Regions from separate parts of the Sus scrofa genome. Here region 1 is linked to region 2. A link is a contact called in public HiChIP or PLAC-seq data. All regions are on one chromosome and are shown on one strand. The core of a region is the stretch at or near the end of the contact, and the rest is flanking DNA. Distances in the headings are between cores, read along the strand shown.

Region 1 (3,748 bases), core at 157-2,656, 380 kb before region 2:
ATGTAAGAGGGACTTTCCGTGCCCCCGCTGGTGCTGCTTTTCGATGCCAATAAAGGGATGTCTGACCAACCTGCAGCGCCTGGGCCCTTTTCTAGGTCGCCCGAATCCAGGCTGCACCTGCCTGGTCTCGAGCGACTGCAATACTATTGGTGTAGTGGGCAGGATTCGCCACAGTGGGGTATGGAGACTTCGGGCCCTTTGGGAGGAGTGGAAGGGTGGTTGCCCAAGAGTATGTGGTCCTGGGTGGCCAGCCTCTTCTCTGCCTGGGCGCCCTCCTGGGAATAGCCCGAGATGGACCGGTCCCCTGTATAGACAGAGGAAGTCCTGCAGGGTGGGCTTTGGAAAAGCAGAGTGCCTGCTGGGCCGCCGGGGCTGTGGGTGGGTGTTCCTTACAGCCCTGAAGGCAGAGTCAGAGGCCACGCTGAGTGAATCTGCTGGGCATGAGAGTTGCAGGAGGAAGTGGTTGTCCTCAGCAAGAGTTTGGAAACTTGACAGGAGGGGTGCTGATCCCAAGAGGACCCGTCCACCCCCACTGAGATGAGAGAGCCTTCGGATGAGGAAGAGGAAGCTCCTACCCCCGCTGAGTCTGTAGTGACTCAGAAGGTGAAGCAACAGCCGCCAATGGCCCCAGGGGGTCATGCTGCTGAGCCCCCACAGACGACAGAATTCACCGCTTACGCCCTTACACTCAGGTAGCGCTTGTGGACCTGGGCAAACAGTTTCGCCAACAGCCAGGTGAACCACTGGCTGCCTGATTATTGAGACTGTGGGATCGAAGGGTGGATGGTATTATTCTGCCCAGGAAATTGAAAAGTTGGCTTTGGTGACCCTGCATCCCTTATTGTGGCAGCAGCCGCAGGAGAGTCAGCAGCAAGGCCAAGGTGGCCATTCCCTGCTGGACTGGGTGGTAGCAGTCGTGCGGACTGTGTGGGCAGGGGAGGGGTACCCAAAAGTGTTAAGTGGCAAAGGTATGCCGGATTGGCAGGTGTTACGAGAACTTAAACTGCGACAAGCTATGTTTACTGTTAATACTCACGAGTCTGATGAGTGTTTTGCAGCAGGAATGAGGGCCCTTGTGCTGCAGAGTGCCCCTCAGCATCTTTTGAGTCTTGAACAGTCGTTTCGGCTCCACGTGTGGGGGGAAGGAGAGATGAAGTAATCACCACGATTTGGGACGAGGCCGAGAGCAGGCGCCAGGGGAAGGGGATTCCTGTGGTTACTGGATAGGCTGGGACCCCCTTCATGAGGAAGAACAAGCCTGTGAGCCACCCGCACCCAAATGTGGAGAGACCCCGCGGGGGCAGGGGTGGATCGAACCAAGAGAGATGGCACGCCTAATGCAGAGTCACTAGAATTATGGCAGCAGCTCCAGGAAGATCAGAACTTCATGGCAGTGCCGGCGCATGGCCACGCCCGAAGAGGGGATTAAGGAGTCAAAAGGTTGGGCACGAGCGGATCGCTTGGAGGGCCGTTTGGTGTCCACAGTCCCGCAGGGGGAGGACACCCTGTTTATCTTTGAACAGGGCAAAGGCGGAGGTTACTGGATTTGCATCCCTTATTGTGGCAGCAGCCGCAGGAGAGTCAGCAGCAAGGCGGAGGTGCCCGTCTGCAGGAGACAGATGGGGACCTGTGGCCATATGTGGAGTTCGCTATACCCGCTCCTCGTGGCAGCCTGGAGAAATTCCAAGGTCCCAGATTGTATATAGATGGATGTGGTGGCCTCAGCATTAAAGTGCATGATATAAAGTTACCTTTAGGGGAGTTCCTATCCTGGCTCAGAGGAAACGAATCTGACCAGCAGCCGTGAGGACGCAGGTTCGAGCCCTGGCCTCGCTCAGTGGGTTAAGGATCTGGCGTTGCCGTGATCTGTGGGGTAGTTTGCAGACAAGGCTTGGATCCCACATTGTGGTGACTGAGGTGCAGGCCAGCAGCTGTAGCTCTGATTGGACCCCTAGCCTGGGAACCTCCATGTGCCGAGGGTGTGGCCCTAAAAAGAAAAAAAATTATCTTAGGAATCGGATGAGTGACACCGAGGGAACACAGGGTTTGTGGGTCCCCAATCCCAGAGTGTAACCTAGGGGTAGATGGGCTTTGAGGGCTATGGTTACAGACTCCAGTGGGGGAACTGGGCCTCTGGGCACGTGTGGTGAAGGCAGTGGTGCGGGGACTTGCTAAGCCTCCCCCTGGGCAGCTGCCAGTTCCGAGGCAGGCACACCACAAAAGAGTACTCTCTCTGGAGGCCAGGAGGAAATTACGGGGACTGCAGCTGAGCTAGAAGAGATGGGTGTCATACGGACGGCTCAGAGCCCTTGTAACTCACCTGGATGGCTGGTGTGAAGCGGGGCAACACATCTGAAGTCACGGGGCTGGCAATCGATGAAGCCAACTTGCAGGGGCCTGGATCGTCGGTCAAGTCTGAGCAGTTGTCTGGTCAGGTAAGACAAGGCTTATCCTGAGGCTGCTGTGGATAAGATACGGGCCAACCCCGGGGGAGACCTGAGAGTGTCCTGGGGACTCCAAGGGGAGCGGAGGGCATTTATTCCCCTTTCAGCCCGGTTGTTGGGACCATCCTGTGCCCTGACATGAAAGGGGGCAACGTGGGACTGGACCACGGGGCAGAGATGAGTTTTGTGCTGCGAAATGTACCAACAGGGTGGCCCAAGCCTTGCAGGTGTTTGACCTGGGCGACCGTTTGAGCTCCACGTATGTGTCACTCAAGATGGGTCTGGGTGGGGCTTTCGGCAAAGGTCAGGACAAGTGTGACAGCCCAGACGGTTTTGGTCTCAGTTACAGAAGGGAGCTGGGTGTGATACCTGCTGGTTGAAAAGCAACCGGCGGCCCCTTGTTGGCGACTGAGCATGACGGCCTCCGCTCCTGGGTGGCACAGACCCCCACCCGATAGCTGGATGCGTAAAGGATGGGGCAGTTACGCCCCACAGTGGCACAGCCCAGACGCCCACGCAGCTGAATGGGGAGCATACCTGCGACAGTGGAGTACTTCGTGCCAGCGGAGCTGCAGGAAGTTTGGGTCCCATAACCTTTACTGTGGAGGCAGAGCCCGAGGCCGGGCGCTGTGGGTACAGTCGGGGCCGCCAGGCCCTTGGACGGCGGTGGCTGAGCAACCAGAGATGGTACCATCTGGTTTGAAATGGGAACAGGACAGAGCAGCCAGTGGGCTGTGTGGGTGGGGGTGGCCCACGAACGGCCAAGGTGTCTGCTCTGGTGCGCAAGCAAGCGAATGCATCATTCGCGCCCTGGGCTCGGGTGTTCTGTCTGGGATGTGCTGGGGTGCCGTGCCGCGGAAGCTGCCCAGGTGAGGGTGAGAGGCCCTCGTTGGTTGAAAAGCGAGGGTGTGGGAACGGTATTTGGGTGAGCTCCCAGGGCCCTTGGTGTGGACGTGTCAGTTTGAGAAGACACGATCAGAAATAACCCGGCCCGTAGAAGTGCAGCTAGAGTCCCTGCTTCGCCTGTCCCTGGGGTGGCCCCTGGTCTGTGGTCAACACGGGTGGCCCCCGTACTTACTGGGCGGCAACTGGACGGACCAGTGCACGAGGGGACGGCCTTTCCTTCCGGCCTGATGGCCCCCTAACCTGCAGGAGCAGCCCAGTGATTGGGGGGCGTTCAGGTCCCGACATCAGATAAACGAACCGCCTGGTAGTGTTACCCGTTAGCCCTCTTTGCACCCCAAGGAGCCACCATTGTGACAGAAGCCTTGCATATGGCCTGGGTATTTCACATCCACACCAGC
Region 2 (3,593 bases), core at 206-2,705:
GCCCAGTAAGACAGAGGGCCAGGGTTTTAACCTATCCTCAAAAGATCGCTTTGAGGAGGTCCTGTTGTGGCGCAGTGGTTAATGAATCGGACTAGGAACCACGAGGTTGCAGGTTCGATCCCCGGCCTCGCTCAGTGGGTTAAGGATGCGGTATTGCCGTGAGCTGTGGTGTAGCTCACAGACTCGGCTCGGATAGGGAACCCCCATATGCAGAGGGAGTGGCCCTAGAAAAGACAAAAAAAAAAAAAATCACTTTGAAGGGGGAAGAAAAAAAAAAAAAGGTTGCAAAACTGATCTGCAGAACAGGAAGTTGCTTGGGGGCTCTCCAGGGTACTGAGTCACCCTTCAGGCCCCCTCTCCCCCTCCCTCCACCTGGAGACAGCCCTGGAGTCTGAGACCTACCCAACCTTTACCAGCAACTGGTGAGGAAGGGAAGAGGAACGGGGAGCTGTTGTGGGAGTGGAGTTTCCAGCCTGGCAGAGTAGCCTGAGGTCAACCAGAGGGTCTAAGGGGAGGACTTTGGGCAGAGGGCCCTGTATCACAGCTGGCTCACATAGATGCGGGGGTGTCACAACCCATCCCCCTAAGGGGCTGACCCTGAGTAAATCCCGCCCCAGGAGTAAGTTGCTGCCCTGGCCTTGCCTGCAAGAATGTTCTTACCAAATTAGTCCATTACCAGGCAACGGAGCCTGGGGCCTGGGGCCAGGGCTGAGGGGGGCCATGCCCCAAACCAACCACTCAGCCCCCGACCTCCCACCCCTCCCACCCGGCCCAGGCTGTCCAGTCAAACTTCACAGGCCATTGGCAGCCTGGCAGCACTCCAGGTTACCCAACCCTGGGGGCCCTGGACAGGTGGGGGAGGCGCCCAGGCCGTCACATTTGGATCCCAACACGCCCTTCTGTACTTTCCAGTTTACCCCGCAGGTCTGGGGAACCGCCAAGGAAAAAGGGGGGTGTAGTATCAGGGAAATGCCCCAAGGAAAGGAAGCCCAGTCACAGGAGCTGCCCCTGGACAAGACCTTCCACCGGCTCGCTCTAAAGCCGCGATCCCAGGCACGGATACCGACAACGGTGTCACCGCCTCCATGTTCCTTGACCCCGCAGATTTCCTCGGAAATGGCCACGCTCACACTCAAGGCCTGCCCTCTTTGAGGACAGAGACCCCCCCCCTAATGTGCCGCTTCCCTCAGGTACCATTACTCTCCCGGATCCCCAAATTCCTCACACTCGCCCCCCATTCCCGGAGCTCAGGGGCTCCATCGCCACCCCGAGGGCAGGGACGCCCCCTCCAATACGCGTCACTGCTCCTCTGTCCTCCCACGAAGCCACAGATCCTACCTGGCTCAAAGTGGTTCTGGAAAACCTCGCCCCCGAAGAAGCTGCAGAACGACATGGCGCCGACGGGGAAGCTCCGGCGGAACCGAGGACACAGCTCCACCGCAGGGTCTTGAGCCTGCCTCCCGCCCCACCTCCCGAGAACCAATCGCGCCGGGACGCAGGATGGGCCGGGCACCTCGAGGCCCCGCCCCCAGGGGAACCAATCACATCCAGAGGAGTGAGACACCCTCTCAGGGTTCGCCTCCCGTTGACCCGCCCCTTTTTCACAGACCAATCCCCCGCCGGAAGAAGGTTCTGGTTCCTGCCTCCAGCAGGCCCCGCCCCCTTCCGAGGACGGGCTCCCTCTTCCCCTCAGGCCACGCCCACCACTGAGGACCACTCCCTTGTAGCATCCCGAGGCCCCGCCCCTGCCGCCGCGTCCCCGAGCACCAGGGGGCGCCGCTGAGCTGCGCTGGGTTTAGGATGGCGACCTCGGTGCACCCTGAACCGCGGCGGGTCTCATCCTTTCCTGGCGTGAAGCACCAGGCTACCGGCCGTTGACCAGGTTTCCCTTGCCCCCACATCTGAAACACCACTGGAGGAGTTGCCTCTGGCTTTTATTAGGGGGCTCAGGAAGGGGTTGCATCGCGTTTTTCAGGCTCCCTCCATCCCATCCTGCCTACAAGTCTCCTGAGGTCTCCGGCGTTTCCTTCTCAAGATGCTTCTTCTGCGGACCCTGGAGGGCGAGCGACAGGAGGAGCGTTAGTCACAGGGGTCTAACTAGCCGCCTGGGATACTAAGAGTCGGCCCTGCTGCCCCTCCTACTGGTCCCTCCCCTCCTTCGTTTCCGGCAAGAATCAGTGCCCAGGGCTGGACCCCTAGAGCCCCTCCTGCGGATGCGTGTGGAGGCACGCGTGCCACGCCCGCCCCACGCTGGGGCAGGAGGGATGTGGTGTCTGAGCCCCAGAGAGCAAGGCGGATGGGCTCACCATGAAGATCCTCTTCTCTTGGGCTGTCTGGAAGCGGCCGTGGCCGAACTTGGAGGTGGTGTCGATGAACTTCAGCTCAACGTTCTCCAGGGCCCGGCGGCTGTGGTGCACCAGGAGGGACTGGGGCCCGTGGGGGAGGGGAGCGTCAAGGCAGGAGGTCCCCGCCAAGCCCCTCCCGTCACCCCAGGTCATCCAGGAGTGCCTGGCTCACCTAGCTGGGTCCGTCCCTCTTTGCTCTCCCCATGACCCATCGCTGGCTCTCCAGCGCAGGCCAGCCCCCCAGCCCCCCGACAGCCCACAGGCCTCCCACTCTCCGGCCCACTGCCCCACCTGACCTTCCTCAGTGTGATGACCCGCTTCTTGGTGCCTGCAATGCAACCCTTCAGCATGACGAAGTCGTTGTTGACTTCCCCGTAGCGGGGGAAGCCACCCTGCGGGGAAGGTGGGTCCGGGAAAGGGGCTGCTGAGTTAGGGGGCTGCTGGGGTCCCTAGGAGGACTCCCCTGGCCTTGGGCGACAACACTCTGAATCACTAATCAGGCCAGCCTGTGAGCCATGCCTTAAGTCCTTTCCATAATTATCTTAATAATCTGCATTTTACAGCGGGGGAACCAGGCTCAGAGGGTCGCTTGCCCCAGGCCTGGCAGCTGCTGCAGCTCGGGTTCTTGCTACAGTCAGAGCAGCTGCACTCCACACTCTGAAACAGCAGCTGGAGTATAACTGTCTGCAGAGAAGGCGGTGAGGATGCAGGAACAGGAACGGCAGGGGTCTGGTCCCCCTGGGGGGCCCCAGCCACCCCACACACACCCTGCTGCCTCAGCGGAACTGGCCGCCGCCCCTCACCAGCGGTGTGATGGACTTGTCGGTCATGTCGTAGCTGGTGGACGCGTTATTCTTAACCATCTTCCCATCCGACATGTGCAGCCCTCGCCCAATGCGGTAGATCTGTCACGAGGACACGGCATGGCATTGAGGGGACGGCAGGTGGCCCCCGGGGCCGGCAGTATGTCCGCACCCATCAGGACGTGGCCTTTGACCTAGCCCTGGTGGGGGCATTTCAGCACCTTTGGGGGCCATGCACCCCACCCACTGGGGCGTGGTCAAGGGCATCCCTCCTCTTCCCCGCCCCCCCCCACCCCGGACTTGGGACACACCTTCTTGTTGAGCTCCGTTCGGTGATGGTAGCCTTTCTGCCCAGCCCGGGCAATGGAGCAGCCCACACGGGCAGGGTGCCAGGCGCCGATACAGGCCACCTTGCGCAGCCCCTTATGGGTCTTCCGAGGCAGCT

Evidence for each region. HiChIP or PLAC-seq counts read pairs in DNA pulled down with a chosen protein or histone mark.
Region 1: an H3K27ac HiChIP or PLAC-seq map of alveolar macrophages shows a contact between it and region 2. The contact joins the promoter of CLCN7 here to the promoter of MSRB1 in region 2. A contact is called at or near these places in 1 of 5 promoter capture datasets (fetal liver) and 1 of 2 datasets of contacts at active chromatin or transcription factors (alveolar macrophages).

What each region holds. Positions count from the first base shown.
Region 1 is chr3:40,395,465-40,399,212 of Sscrofa11.1, reverse strand. CLCN7 (H(+)/Cl(-) exchange transporter 7) reads right to left here and starts at 1,406. Exons shown (of 26, transcript XM_003354661.4): 1 at 1,037-1,406. The coding sequence starts at 1,099. LOC106507362 (a long non-coding RNA gene) reads left to right here. Exons shown (of 3, transcript XR_001303285.2): 1 at 1-692; 2 at 2,245-2,435.
Region 2 is chr3:40,015,023-40,018,615 of Sscrofa11.1, reverse strand. It overlaps MSRB1 (methionine sulfoxide reductase B1), which reads right to left and starts at 1,455. Exons shown (of 4, transcript NM_001097460.1): 1 at 1,339-1,455. The coding sequence starts at 1,393. It overlaps RPL3L (60S ribosomal protein L3-like), which reads right to left. Exons shown (of 9, transcript XM_021086793.1): 6 at 3,460-3,593; 7 at 3,149-3,250; 8 at 2,307-2,426; 9 at 1,914-2,053. The coding sequence ends at 1,997.